5 separate regions of the Mus musculus genome follow, and regions 1, 2, 3 and 5 are each linked to region 4. A link is a contact called in public ChIA-PET and promoter capture Hi-C data. All regions are on one chromosome and are shown on one strand. Each heading gives the region's core, a stretch centred on a gene start, on an enhancer-like site or on the middle of the called end of the contact. The rest is flanking DNA. Distances are from core to core; before and after follow the strand shown. Region 1 holds the start of 1810064F22Rik (RIKEN cDNA 1810064F22 gene). Region 2 holds the start of Angptl6 (angiopoietin-like 6). Region 3 holds the start of Pin1 (protein (peptidyl-prolyl cis/trans isomerase) NIMA-interacting 1). Region 4 holds the start of Tmed1 (transmembrane p24 trafficking protein 1). Region 5 holds the start of S1pr2 (sphingosine-1-phosphate receptor 2).

Region 1 (2,700 bases), core at 178-2,677, 700 kb before region 4:
GGGGCAGATTTAGGCAACAGGGTTAGCTGGCTTATTCTTTTTTGTTTGTTTGTTTGTTTTTTGTTTTTTTCGAGACAGGGTTTCTCTGTATAACCCTGGCTGTCCTGGAACTCACTTTGTAGACCAGGCTGGCCTCGAACTCAGAAATCCGCCTGCCTCTGCCTCCCGAGTGCTGGAACTAAAGGTGTGTGCCACCACGCCCGGCTAGCTGGCTTATTCTAATTGGTGTAGCAAGTAACCCTTTCAGGCATTGGTTGGTTTGTATAGGGTGACTAAGTAACCCTTTGGCCTAGTCCCTCACTCTGCCTGCCCTTGTGGTTGGTCAGCAAAGCAGCAGTATGTTTTGAACTTATGGGTCAGCTATTAACATCACAGCTATTAAATCATGGCTATCAACGTCAGGGGAATTCTAGCAACAAGGTCAGGGTGGTTTGTGGTTTTTCTTGGAATTCAGTGTGGGGTAGGGTAGGGGAATTTTTCTGAGAACTATTATTTTTGTTATGGTTATTTCTCTGAGAACAGCAAATCTTATTTTGGCAGTTGTAGGCTTAGTCATTTTGACCACTCAAACTATATAGTTTGTGGTCTTGAACTTATCTTGGATTCTGCAGTTGTCGTGAGGGATATGAGTTCAAGCCTTCAGAACAAACTGGAACCTGTTTGTCAGTGAAGCTTCCTAATACCACCCCAGTAACAGGAGACAGCACACTAGCATTTAGAACTTTCAGGTGCTAATGGTATCTACGGACTTGTTAATATGTTTACATTTTTTAAAAGATTATATTTATTTATTTTATGTATATGAGTACACTGTAGCTGTCTTCAGACACACCAGAAGAGGGCATCAGATCCCATTACAGATGGTTGTGAGCCACCATGTGGTTGCGGGAATTGAACTCAGAACCTCTAAAGGAGTAGTCAGTGCTCTTAACTGCTGAGCCATCTCTCCATCCCACATATGAAATTGTTAAGGAGTAAACTACGCTATTGTAAAACAGAGAAATAAACAATCCTAAAACATCTATAACCAACATCACACTAATGCCAAAACCCAGAGACCATTTCTTCTAATAATTGGAACAAAACAAGGGTTTCCACTCTCTGTAACCTTCCCAGCCTTGAGCAGGCTAAGAAGACCTTGAACATTTGCCACAACAGGTCTTATCAACCTGGACAGAGACATTTGTCTTGGCTGCAGTTGTAGGTTCCCATGGGAACTTAGCTGTTTTGGCTGCCTACGTTGACCTTGCTCTACAACATATTCCAGCTGAAGAAGGGGGTGGGTTTTGTGGTTTTTCCCTTTATAAATGCAAAGCTAATTATTAAACTTTGAGCCTTAATCAGAACCTTTGTCTTGGCTTCATTCTTCTCTCGTCATCCCCCCACCCCACCCCCTTCATTTCCAGCCTCCCTTTCAGGTAAAACCAGTTTGCTGGAGGCTGCTGGATGGCTACAGGTGGCACCTGAATGAAGGGCCTGAAAACAGGGGAACCTACTGAGAAACGGTGTCTTGGGTGGAGCTCCATAGAAAACACAAGAAAAGTGAAAGTATCCATGAAGCATGGTAAGCAACATACAGCATTAATGCTAGCGCTAGCCATAAATTTTATCTTTTGGAGACTGTTGTTGCAGGAGATTTATTCAAAGGGATACCAGCTAGGCTGAAGTGGTGCTGGCCCGACACCGACTTCACCTAGGGTTGACAGGGCAATGAGACAGAGAAATTCTAAATAGGCCTTTGTCTGCTGTCTAAAAGAGCTGCTCCAGGCGAGAGGAGCAGGGTTTTCAAAACAGACATTAGAAAAAAATTTTAGCTCAAATAGATTCGTGTAGTCCATGGTTTTCAGAAGAAAGCACTTTAAATAAGGAAACCTAGGATAGATTTGAGACATTCTAGGAGCCACTCGGACAGATCCTATCACCTTCTGTCTGTGGGTGCTTATAGAAGATGCTATTGATAATAATAAAAACGAAGAGACTTCACAGGTGTTAGCTACTGCCCAGGAGCAGCTTGAGGAACCCCAGGGAGAACAGCTGCCAGAGAGGGCTTCCGCAGAAAGAGGCACTCTCAACTCCAAAGCACAACAATACAGACCTGGCACGCCTTATAGACCTAGGGAGACAGAACTTGGAGGCACTGATGATGAATTAGATGCAGAGGAGGAAGAAGATTTAGAAGAAGAGGTTGTCAAATATCATAATGAGGATTGGCCTCCTTTTGTACTTTCTGCTCTGCCTATGGCCTCTAATGTAGGAAATGCTGCTCAGATGGACATGCAAGTCTATAAATTAGAATTAGAAGTTAAGCTTCAGAAATTGACTAATAAACTACAAGAATAAGAGTGCATCAAGTACAGGAAAGAGCAATAATCCTGATATGCCAATTTCCATTAGAAAAGCTGTGAATCAGGCTTGCAGAGAGGAGCAAGATACATCTGAAGTGTTGGCTTTTTCTGTAGTTGAGATAGTTGATCAGCAGGGCAATGTAGTCAGACAATATCAAATGTTAGACTTCAAAGTGATAAAAGAGTTAAAAACAGCTGTGGCCTAGTATGGCCCCATAGCTCCCTTTACACAGGCTTTGTTGGATACTGTGATGGAAGCTCATTTAACCCCTCAAGACTGGAAAACTGTATGTAAGGCTACTTTGTCAGGATTTCTGAATGGCGTGAAGCAAGTAAAAGAACTGCTCTGATGGAT
Region 2 (2,700 bases), core at 154-2,653, 630 kb after region 4:
CAGTGGTGGCGCACGCCTCTAATACCAGCACTCAGGAGGCAGAGGCAGGCGGATTTCTGAGTTTGAGGCCAGCCTGGTCTACAAAGTGAGTTCCAGGACAGCCAGGGCTACACAGAGAAACCCTGTCTTGAAAAACCAAAGAAACAAAAAAGAAAGAAAGAAAAAAAAAGAAGCCAGGTCTGCTTTGGTATGCAAAACATGTGCATGCTCGCGTGTGTGTGTGCACACACACACACTGTCCCCTGTCCCAGGGTCTGAAGCCAAACAAAAAGGTCACTCCTCTGCTTCCTGCTTATGTGTAGCATGCAAGCTCTCAGCTACTGCTCCAGGATCATGTTTGTCTATCTGTCTGTCTGCTGCCATGCTCCCTGTCATAATGGTTATAGACTCACCCTCTGAAACTGTAACCAGGCCCCCAATTAAATGCTTTCTTGTATAAGTTGGTCATGGTGTCTCTTCACAGCAGAAGAACCATGACTAAGACAAGGATCTAAAGCAAAGAGCCTCGGACAGCTCCAAAACTTGCTGGGTAGCATATGGACAGAAACATCTTGTCTGACAAGAAAGCCAACATAGTAATGAGAGCATCTGCAGGCAGGAGCCAGGAGAAGACTAACGACTAATAAGTCAACATAAAACAACCCTCAGATAAAATCTTCCTCCGCAATGTTCCCTTTTGTGTCCTCTAACATTCCAAGCCCCCTGCCCCTCGTACAATCTCCATTTCTCTAGTAAAGGACTGCCTGCTCTGTTGAGCTGATGCTGGCTTTTATTTCCATGTTGCCTTCATCAGTTCCGATCTAACACCCACTCCCACTCCCTTTTAAGACAGGGGCTCACTGGCTGGCTTGGAACTCACAGAGCTCCAACTGCTGCTGCCTCCCAGGTACTGTGATTAAGTCTGTGCTACCACATCCTAAGGTTTTGTTTCTTCTGGCAATATTGGGTACCAAGGACTTTGTAAGTGTCCTACTACTGAGCTACACCCCCAGCCCCTCACTGGGGGATTCTAGGCAGGGGCTCACACCTCTACTGGCTGCTGGGGTTAAATGAGAAAGTTTTACCCCTTTAAGGGTGTCCCCAGCGCCAGGCATCAGGGTACTCACTGATACATCATCATTGTCATGGTTGTCTGAGTCTGGAGCCCACAAGTCTACCAGGGCCTAGGGCCTCCCATGCTCTGTGAGCCTGAGAGAAAGGAAGAGACTCGTAGGGCAGTGGCCTCTGTTATCATGCTCCGGAGGCCTGGGCAAGGGGATCTGGCTATTCTGCCCAGGGTTCTCACACTGGAAATACTAAATATTTACACTTGCTGTGCTCCCAGGCTCCATCCATGCTCTGGGGGATGGGTGGTTTCCAAGTCTTCTCTCGGCTTCTGTCTTTTCAGTCTCCTGCACCCAGATACTCACCCAGAAGGACTCCCGGTCCTTCGTCCTGGTCCTTCAGGCCTTCCTCAGATTTTGTGGAATTGCCGCAAACCTCACTGGAGCCAGCGTCTGGGCTGTGAGAGGTGAGAGTGGGTAGGAGTGGATGTAGGTAGATGCTGTTTGTAGAGTGCATCTGGTCTTGATTGTGTGTGTACGGGTGTGTATGTATGTTGTCTATGTATGTGCATGTATATGTATGTGCGTATGTATGTATGTGTATGTGTGTGTGTGTGTGTATACGTTGTGTGTGGGGGGGCACAGGGAGGCTCCCAGGTCTCTCATTTACTCCAAGCTTGCCAACGAAGGCGGCCACATGTGCCCAAGACTGCCCAGTGCTTGGGAGCTGACGCCTGATGAGCAGCCACTGTAGTTGATGTACCTTGCCTCTAGCTCAGAAGTTTCCACGGCTCTCTCACTTCCCTTCTATGCCACCCCACAGGCCTCTTTGCTATGTCTTCTTTTCAGCACATCTGAAATGAGATCCAATTCCAGGACCTTTGCACTTGTGGTTTCTTCTGAGCAGGTCCAAGTGTGTGCCCGAGTGCCTGGGAGTGGTGGCATAGGGCCCTGGGTGTGAATTCTGCAGGGCAGGAGTGGGGAGTCACGAATATTAACCTGGTATGGTGGCACACACAAGCCATCTAGGGATGAAGAGGCCCAGGCAGTAGCATCCTAACCTAGTTCGGTAACAGACTGGGCTACTAGTGACACCATGTCTCAAATTAGAAAAGAGGGGCCCAGCATGAGTGATGGATGTTCCATCCCCTGCACGCCCCGCCCCCCACGCAAAATGGAAGTTTTCTCTTTAAGTGGGGGCCACCGAAGGTTCTGAGGGGAGAGGTGACCAGGTCCAAGTGTCCGGAACCGAGGATGGAGAGGGATTTGGGGTGTAAAATGATTCTGGTTGTTGTATGAACTGTGGTAAACGGACAATCTGCGCTGCGAGCTGCAGCCCAGCTCTGTTGTGGAGTACAACCGTAGGAAGTGACGCCCAGGGATCAATACTTTAGCTCTCCTTGGCTACCTTGGAGCTTTGGGACCCGTCTAGGCTAAAACAGTAGTCTCTTTCCTCTTCACTGCAGGTGACGGCCATGGGGACCGCCAGGCTACGCAAGCTGCAACTGCTGCTTCTGCTGGGCGCTTGGAGGGCGCTCGGAGGTGCCGCGCGTTGCCGCGTCACCCTAGTTTTGTCCCCGCAGAAGGCAACTAGCGCCGTCTGCAGGAGCTCAGAAGCCACCCAAGACAGCGAACTGGCCACGCTGCGCATGCGCCT
Region 3 (2,700 bases), core at 12-2,511, 860 kb after region 4:
GTCTTACTAATAAAGACTGCCTCAATAAATACATTGGGCAAAGTGGTGCATGCCTGTAATTTCAGCACTTGGGGGAGCTGAAGCAGGGGACCAAGAATTCAAGAGTAACCTGTCTTTATGAGGCTCTGTCTAATACCTTTCCACATCCACCCTCGACAAAATGGGGAAAGTGAATGACATTAAACCTAGCTGGGTTAATTCAGAGAGAGCCATAAGCAGTGTCCAGAACCCTGATGCTTAATAACTAAGAATTCTGAGAGAGCTCTGTAGGCTGCAGAGACCCTAGCTCTACCTGAGGTCCTTGTAGGCTACTCTAGGCGTTGCCACTGACACCGAGGAAGGCTATGCTTGGGATCAAAAGAAGTAAAAATAAAAATAAAATTAAAAATCATTGCAATCCAGGGCATTCCTAGTAACTGAAGTGCATTATCAGATGAGTTCTTTCCGTGTCCTGGCCTCAGTTTCTCTCACCTCAAAAATGAGAGCAAGTCTTCTTTTGAAAGAGGGTAGCTACAGAGAGGAGGAGGAGGAGGAGGAGGAGGAGGAGGAGGAGGAGGAGGAGGAGGGAGAGAATAAGCCAAGGAAAAAGAGGGAGGGAGATATGGAGGTGGGGGTGGGGATAGGGGAAGAGGAAGAGAGAGGAGAGGAGAGAAGAGAGGAGGGTAGGGGGGAGAGGGAGAGAGAGAGAGAGTGGGAGAACGTGAGACCACACCGACGTGGACTTATGAAAGAACTTAAAGTCTTTCAAAGAGCTTGGTACCATGCTTGACCCAGAGACGAACTGGCCTGGTTAGAAGCCATCACTGCCGCAGGGTCCCGATGGGGGTTGGGGGGTGGGATGAGCAGGCACGTGTCTCGGATGCTGCGGGAGAACTCAGATCAGGGCGGCCCACGCCCTCTGCACTGAGTCCGGATCTCTTCCTCTCAAGGGAGCCCCGAGGTGCAGCCTCGTCACCTCTGAGCACCGGAGCCCAGCGGTGGGCGAGGACGGGGGCGCGTCTGTGCCTGCCCCACCTCCTACCTCAGTTTCTGGCTTTCCGGGCCCGTTATCCGCGGAGGAGGCCAGATCTCCATGCCCGAATCAGGCCGGTGATGAGACTCGCCTGTCTCGGCAAGCTCCAGCCTAACTTCCGAGAGCTCGCGAGGCCCCGCCCTGGCCCCGGGCGACCCCCAAGAGGTACCTGAGCTGCGACTCATACGCTTCTCCCAGCCTGGTGGCAGCTTCTCCTCGTCCGCCATCTTCCCTCCTGCCGCAGCGCCTGCTCCGCCTCCGCGGCTCTGACCCCGCGCCAGAGCAGCGCCGCTGGTGATTGGCTCGTCCAATAGAAACGCCAATTGGACGGCAACACGGAGCCGCGAGCACGCGAGCTTTTTATTGGACTCCCCCGCGGTCGGACCGCCCCTACACACAGCCTCCCACCTTCCCAACACCACTGCCGATTGGCTCGTCTGGAAGCTACGTCTATTGGGTGCTCCAACCGGGAAAGTGGCTCCCTCTAAGCGTCAAAAGGCTCTCTTGGTTCGCTTAGGCCACAAAATAGAGCTTATTTGACTGGCTCCTGAGGCAGCCAATCCGGCCTTCTTGAGCCTTTCTCGGAGGTCCGCCAACATCCGCGCGGAAGTGGCCAGCAGGAACTAAGATACAAGGTACTTTTGCTGTACTTTGCCGTTGCCATAGCAATGCAGTTGCCTTGGTGACTATGCAGCGCCTAACTATGCAGAGGCTAACTATGTAGAGCCTAAATTTGGCTTTTGAGTTCTCCTTCTTCCCACTGTTTTTTCCCAAATGTCCAAAGCGAAACCAGTCCCGTTTGGTTTTCACAAGGCGAACCATTTCACTGGTCCATTCACCCACTTTCCGTGTCTTTTTTAGAACCTACTTCGACTTATTCCTTCTCCATGGGCTCCTCCTGGCTTCTAGGCAGGTGACTGATGGGTGAGAGCGGTACCACTAGGATGAGGAAAGGGAGTAGGAGGGGGTGGACAGCTCCAACGATCAGTTTTAGTCAATTGGTAGTCTAAGGAAAAGGGTGTGCTAGTGTGTACCTTCAATCCCAGTACTCAGGAGGCAAAGGCAGGCAATTCTCTGAGTTCGAGAACAGCCTGCTCTTCAAAGTGAATTTCAGGACAGACAGGGCTTCACAGGAAACCTTGTTTCAACAAACAAACGAACAAACAAGCAAAAGGAAAAAAAAAATCTGTGTAGAGCTAGAGAGATGGCTCAGTGGTTAAGAGCCCTAGCTACTCTTCCACAAGACCTTTTCAATTCACCAGGCCTGAACGTAGTATGCATTCACACATACATGCAGGCAAAACATTCATATACATTAGAACTTTAAAATGTTACTTTATGCCTAGTGGTGGTGGCAAATGCCTTTAATCCTAGCACTTGGAAGGCAGAGGTAATCAGATCTCCAAGCTCAAGGCCAGGCTGGTGTACAAAGTGAATTCCAGGACAGCCAGAGTTACACAGAGAAACCCTATCTCCAGAATTTTTTTTTTTAAAGTTACTTTACAAAAGATTACATTTATAAGGGATACTGCCAAGAAAACTGTAGTCAAGAGCACAATTTGTGGCAATCTGATCTCTCCTTTCACCATGGGATTCTGGAGGTCAAACTAAAGTTGTCAGGCTTCGTGGCAAGTTACCCGTCTTGCTGGCCCTAGATAATTAATGATTTTCAAAGACACTGATGGGGG
Region 4 (2,700 bases), core at 141-2,640:
GCTACAAAGAGAAACTGTTTAAAAAAAAAAAATAAAAGGACTTCAAGTACTTCAAGTACTATATTAAGCAGATATGGGGAGTGGACACCTTGTTTTATTCCTGATTGTGGAAATGTTCTGAGTTCTGTTTAGGCTGATGTTGGTTGCTGTAAATTACCTTTATTCTTTTGAGGTTTCTCTTTCTTTTTTTTTTTTTTTCCCCGAGACAGGGTTTCTCTGTGTATCCCTGGCTGTCCTATGTCCTGGCACTCACTCTGTAGACCAGGCTGGCCTCGAACTCAGAAATCCACCCGTCTCTGCCTCCTGCGTGCTGGGATTAAAGGCGTGCGCCACCACGCCCGGCTCAAGCTACTTTTCTTATATAGCTCATCCCCACCTGTCTAGGAAAGGTACCATCTACAGTGGGCTGGGTCTTCCAGCAACGTTGAAAATGCCCAACAGGCAATTCCTCAAGTGACACTCAACTTGCCAGATTATTTTGTCAAGTGAACAAGAGCTAAGCACACAGTGTTGTGTGTGTGTGTGTGTGTGTGTAGGTCAGAGGACAATTGCAGGAGTCAATTCTGACCTTCCACTATCGTAGCACATGGGGATTAAACTAAGGTCATTAGGTTTAGCAGCAAGCGCCTGTGTTCTCTGAGCCATTCAAAGCCCAAAATAGATTCCTTGATTTTTTTGCTGGTCTGGAACTATGTAGTTCCATACCAGTTCGAGAGGATGGCCTCGAACTCCTTCCACCTCCCGACTCAGCCTTTCAAGTACTGGAATACTGCATGTGTCAGCACAGATGCACGTGGACCTGCTGACCCAAAGGTTTGAGATGTATTGTACGCAGGCTGAGGCAGTATTCTACTCACCAACAAACATTCCACCACCCCCTTAGGGATGGTATAAGGTGTAAAGGAAAAGCAGTCGGGGGAGGCCATGCTCACTGAACTAACATCGCCAGAACTCCAATATTGGAATACTAGCACCTGGCATATCTGCCTGTCGCACCCGTCACACAAGTTGAGATCAGAATCCAACAAAGCCGCCGTCCTCGGAGGGCTACGCCTACACTTGATTGACCAATGGGCAAAAGCACCTTGAATTGGGGAAGGCAGAGAGCGGGCGGTGCCAAGGGAGGACCTGCAAACCTCCCCGTTTAGTCATCTTAATTGTTGCCTGTAAAGAAGTGCTTCACCATTTTTAGATTTGTCAGTGCCCCCACCAAATGCAGTGGTTGATATCAGACTTGGGTAGGTTTCACGAAGTTCGCAGTAGCGTTAGTATGCTTTCTAGCAGATTAGGCAATTACCAGGGCAGCTCCCCATCCTGGGGCCCTTCAGTCAGCATTCCGCGGCTTTGGGGTCGAACAGAAGCCGAAGCCAATGAGCTTTGCCGAAATAAGAGGTGGGCAGGACAAATCCTTAAAGGGTCCACGCCCCGTGAGTAGAGGGTGACCCGGATGATGGCGGCCGGCGCGGCCGTAGCACTGGCCCTGTGGCTACTCCTGCCAGCAGTAGGAGTGGGAGAGGCAGGGCCGCCGCCTATCCAGGACGGCGAGTTCACATTTCTGCTTCCCGCCGGGAGAAAGCAGTGTTTCTATCAGTCCGCACCGGCCAATGCTAGTCTTGAGACCGAGTACCAGGTGAGAGAGGGGGTCCCGGGCTCGGAATAGAGCAGGGCTGGGGGCGTGGCCAACAGGCGGGAGGGGCGGGGCAGAGGTGTGGCCAGAACGCTAATAGTCTTGCAGAGAAGGGGCATGCTCTGCTCAGAGCTCTTTGGGTTGGGTTCTAGGGAAGTTCCTGGCGGCTGTTGGGTAGGTTACGATTAAGTTAGCGGTCAGGTAGACAGCCACCTTAGACTACTCAAGGGCGTTGGCAGGGTGGTTGATAAAAGACCTCACGTGGATGTATCCATCTTAGGGACTGGGAAGAAACCTTGTAGGTGTGGATGGATGTTGGTCTTCAGATAGGCCCTTGGGGGAATCCAAATAGCTTGCTGGGTTAAAACAAAACAAAACAAAACAAAAACCGCTTGCTGCTAAACTACGACGACCCGAGTTTCCTAACTCTATGGTAGAAGTGCAGCTCTGACTAATCTCCCTCCACAGGCGCTACTCCTCTATCTCAAGCAAATACCTGGGATTTGTGGTTGTTCTTTTTTCTTCTTAAAGATAGGTTCTTGGTGATCTTACATGGGTCTTTCCCGGTTCGGTTTAACCCAGGCTTTCTGTGGCAGATAGGCTTGCACAAAGCTGCCAGTTCCCCAATTCTTACCTGCTCTTCAGGTGATCGGAGGTGCTGGGCTGGACGTGGACTTCACCTTGGAGAGCCCTCAGGGTGTGCTGTTGGTCAGTGAGTCTCGAAAGGCTGATGGGGTACACACGTGAGTGAAGTCCTGCCCTGCCTTGGTTCAGTTACAGCCCTGCAGCTCCCCAGTGGCCTCAGGTTACCATCCTACTGGTTCCACAGACCAGCTGGCTGGTCACTCCAGGGTCACGTCTATGTCTCATCTGTCTGCCCAGGGTGGAGCCTACTGAGGCCGGAGACTACAGGCTGTGCTTTGACAACTCCTTCAGCACCATCTCAGAAAAGCTTGTGTTCTTTGAGCTCATCTTTGACAGCTTCCAAGATGAGGAGGAGGTAGAAGGTTGGGCGGAGGCTGTGGAGCCAGAAGAGATGCTTGATGTCAAAATGGAAGACATCAAGGTGAGCT
Region 5 (2,736 bases), core at 29-2,528, 530 kb after region 4:
GCTCTTGACCATTAGAGGCACCTCTTTAGCGCCTTTTAAAAATTTATTAATTTTAACTTTATACCCATGTGCGTGCATGCACGTGGGTGTGTACATGTACGTGGGTGTGTGCATGTGCCTCAGCAGCAGGCCTTGGAGGTCACAGGACAACTTGCAGGAATTGGTTCTCAATTTCCACCTTGTGGGTCCCAGGCAAGGCCTTACCCACTGACAACTCACAGCCTCCTGGAACTCACTCTGTAGACCAGGCTGGCCTTGAACTCAGAAATTCGCCTGCCTCTGCCTCCCGAGTGCTGGGATTAAAGGCGTGCACCACCACGCCCGGTTTTGTTATTCTTTTTTAAATGCATTTATTATTATTGTACATGTATCAGTGAATGAATGTAGGTGCAGCAATGCCAGTGTGCCCTGTGGAGGTCAGAGGCCAACTTTGCTTCCAGGGACTGACCTCAGGTCAGGCTTCCAGACAAGCCCTTTCCCCTCCCTGCCTAGTGGAGCTGGACAGCTGACCTTCTGTCACTCACTCTAATTTTGGATTTTTTTTTCACCCTGAGTTGTTTGGAGGGAAGGAGCCAACAGGATCATGTGATCCAGATTGGCCTTGAACTCTAAAACAAACCTCCTGCTTCTACTTCACAAGTTTGGAATTAGAGGCCCAAGCCACCATTCCATATTTTTGCAGTGTTGAGGATGCATGCTAGGCAAACACTCAACCACCTGCCTCCACATCCCTGCCTGTTGTTTTTCAGAAAGGGTCTTGAGCAGGCAGTGGCTTAAGGTTGCTAAGAGGACCCTGAACTCCTGATCTTCCCACCTCCCAGGTGGCAGATGCTGGAATGACAGGCATATGTGCCACAAAGCCCAGTTGGATCTGGGAGTTCTTACCAAGTCTTCTGTTTGGGGGGCTGGGTATGATACAGTGTAGGAATTTATTTCTTGTAGAAACACATAGTAGGTGCTTAATCTTGAATTGCTGAGTTCTCACATAGTAGGTAAGTGTGATTTCCTCCATTTCCAGGTCCCAAGCATTAGCCTGGCGCTAAGCCAAATGGAATACAGTTGTTTCAGTACTAGGTCACCTGGGTTAAGAGAGCTGTGACGTCACGCGGCCGTGACATCATGCCACGGCAGTTCTCACGAGTGGGGGTTGGGAGGAGCAGGGCAGGAGTGTGTGTGTGGGGGTGTGGACAAAGGGGCCCTGCTCTTCCCCCGTGCGCGCCCTGGCTAACTGGCGGGCCACATCTGGAATTCATTGCAAGTCGCCGCCGGAAAGAGGAGGAGAGGAGGGCGGGGCGAGCAGGGAGTTGGGGCCGGAGGCAGCGGCTCTGCCCGCCTCTCTCTTGTCCTGGGTCCCCAACTCCGGGACATAGACCGAGCACAGCCAACAGTCTCCAAAACCAACCACTGGCTGTCCCGGGGCGCAGACGCCAAGGCCACTCAGGCCAGGGCAGGGACCCCGGCCGGCCTAGCCAGGTGAGCGCGCGGGGCAGAGGGGAGGTTCCGATCTGGGCGGCCGCGGTTCACGGAGACCCTGAGATCCCAGCTGGGGGGCCCGGTCCGGGGTCAGGCGCTCGTACAGGCGTTGCACGCGCTGCTCCAGGCTCTGCTGCACCGAGGGAACAGATCATCTACCATGCGCCCCTGCCCACTACTCCAGGCAGCTCGCCACCTACTCAGTGGCGCACCCCCAGACTGAGCTCCCCGCCTTCCTTCGGGCAGGAAGTTGGCGCTGAAGAGAAAGGCGGAATCCGAGCGCTTTGAGCTGGAGACTTTGCAAGACTGGATGGGGGTTCTCAGGAAGCAGGGTTTGGGGCAGTGAGGTTGTTGGGGAGAGGTGCAGCATCCCTTCTTCTCTGTCTCCGGCTAGGATGAAAGGTGCTACGGACGAGCGAGCGGGGAAAGCTTTCAGAGTTCATGGGCGGGGTCCCCGGCGAAGGCCGTCGCCCCACCGCCTGTGAGACTAGTTTTTTGCCTCAGTTTCCAGTTAGTTGCCCCTCTCTTTCAGTCTCTCTTTCGGAAGAATCACTTTGTATCGAAGGAAAGGGACATTAACTGCAAAGTCCAGGTGTCTCCTTTTCCTAGCTCAGGGATGGGGCGTAGGAGTGAAGGAAGGCACGCGTGGCGTGGAGTCCGCGTTGTCGCGGGCTACACGGCGTTGGGACCTCGCCCCCCTCTAGAGCATGGGTTGACTCACCCGGGGATTTCCACCTCCCCACCCCCGTCCCTATCCTTGTTGTTAGATGCCCGAGGCGACACCCGCAGAGCCTACTGTCCCCTGCGGGGCAACATGGGAGCATCACTGAGGGGGGGGGAGGGAATGAAGTAGCTGTAGTTACTCTCTCCAGTGCCCCAGGAATCTGGATGTGGGGGGCCTCTGGTGGGGTGCAGAAATGTGGCCACCCCCTGTTGCTTTGTGCAGGATAGGGACATCCTGCGCGCGTGTCGGGGTCTCAGGAGAGAGAGATGGCGCCGCCCCAGCGCAAGCGAGTGTGGATACCACGCATTCCTCGGCCTGATAAGGAGCTGGAGAGTGCTGCCTGAGCCAGGCGGGTCTTACTGTCGCCAAGGAGACGCGCCCGGCTTCAGCTTCCTATAGTGGTAGGGTAGGGGTGCTGCCAGGAGATGTCCCCATGCTTTGCATGCGAACGAGCCCCCCAATTTCAGGCTCTTTCATTCATTCATGCGCCTGCCTCGCTTGCACCAAGCAAGAGAGGCTGAGGGTGAACTTGGTAGCTG

Evidence for each region. Promoter capture Hi-C pulls out the DNA fragments that hold promoters and counts their contacts. ChIA-PET counts read pairs in DNA pulled down with a chosen protein or histone mark. Capture Hi-C pulls out chosen DNA fragments and counts their contacts.
Region 1: a promoter capture Hi-C map of liver shows a contact between it and region 4, with 5 times the contacts expected there. The contact joins the promoter of 1810064F22Rik here to the promoter of Tmed1 in region 4. A contact is called at or near these places in 2 of 39 promoter capture datasets (liver and pre-B cells).
Region 2: a contact with region 4 is called in a promoter capture Hi-C map of liver, with 2.7 times the contacts expected there. The contact joins the promoter of Angptl6 here to the promoter of Tmed1 in region 4. A contact is called at or near these places in 1 of 39 promoter capture datasets (cranial neural crest) and 2 of 9 other capture datasets (adipose tissue and liver).
Region 3: a contact with region 4 is called in an RNA polymerase II ChIA-PET map of memory CD8 T cells, with 5 read pairs. The contact joins the promoter of Pin1 here to the promoter of Tmed1 in region 4.
Region 5: a promoter capture Hi-C map of liver shows a contact between it and region 4. The contact joins the promoter of S1pr2 here to the promoter of Tmed1 in region 4. A contact is called at or near these places in 8 of 39 promoter capture datasets (the C10 cell line, the HPC-7 cell line, cranial neural crest and 4 more) and 1 of 9 other capture datasets (liver).

The regions. Positions count from the first base shown.
Region 1 is chr9:22,212,587-22,215,286 of GRCm38.p6, reverse strand. It overlaps 1810064F22Rik (RIKEN cDNA 1810064F22 gene), which reads left to right and starts at 1,427. Exons shown (of 2, transcript NR_027981.1): 1 at 1,427-1,564.
Region 2 is chr9:20,878,413-20,881,112 of GRCm38.p6, reverse strand. Angptl6 (angiopoietin-like 6) reads left to right here and starts at 1,403. Exons shown (of 6, transcript NM_145154.2): 1 at 1,403-1,510; 2 at 2,510-2,700. The coding sequence starts at 2,519.
Region 3 is chr9:20,650,679-20,653,378 of GRCm38.p6, reverse strand. Pin1 (protein (peptidyl-prolyl cis/trans isomerase) NIMA-interacting 1) reads right to left here and starts at 1,261. Exons shown (of 4, transcript NM_023371.4): 1 at 1,182-1,261. The coding sequence starts at 1,239.
Region 4 is chr9:21,508,924-21,511,623 of GRCm38.p6, reverse strand. It overlaps Tmed1 (transmembrane p24 trafficking protein 1), which reads left to right and starts at 1,390. Exons shown (of 4, transcript NM_010744.4): 1 at 1,390-1,630; 2 at 2,273-2,370; 3 at 2,510-2,693. The coding sequence starts at 1,448.
Region 5 is chr9:20,975,335-20,978,070 of GRCm38.p6, reverse strand. It overlaps S1pr2 (sphingosine-1-phosphate receptor 2), which reads left to right and starts at 1,278. Exons shown (of 2, transcript NM_010333.4): 1 at 1,278-1,473.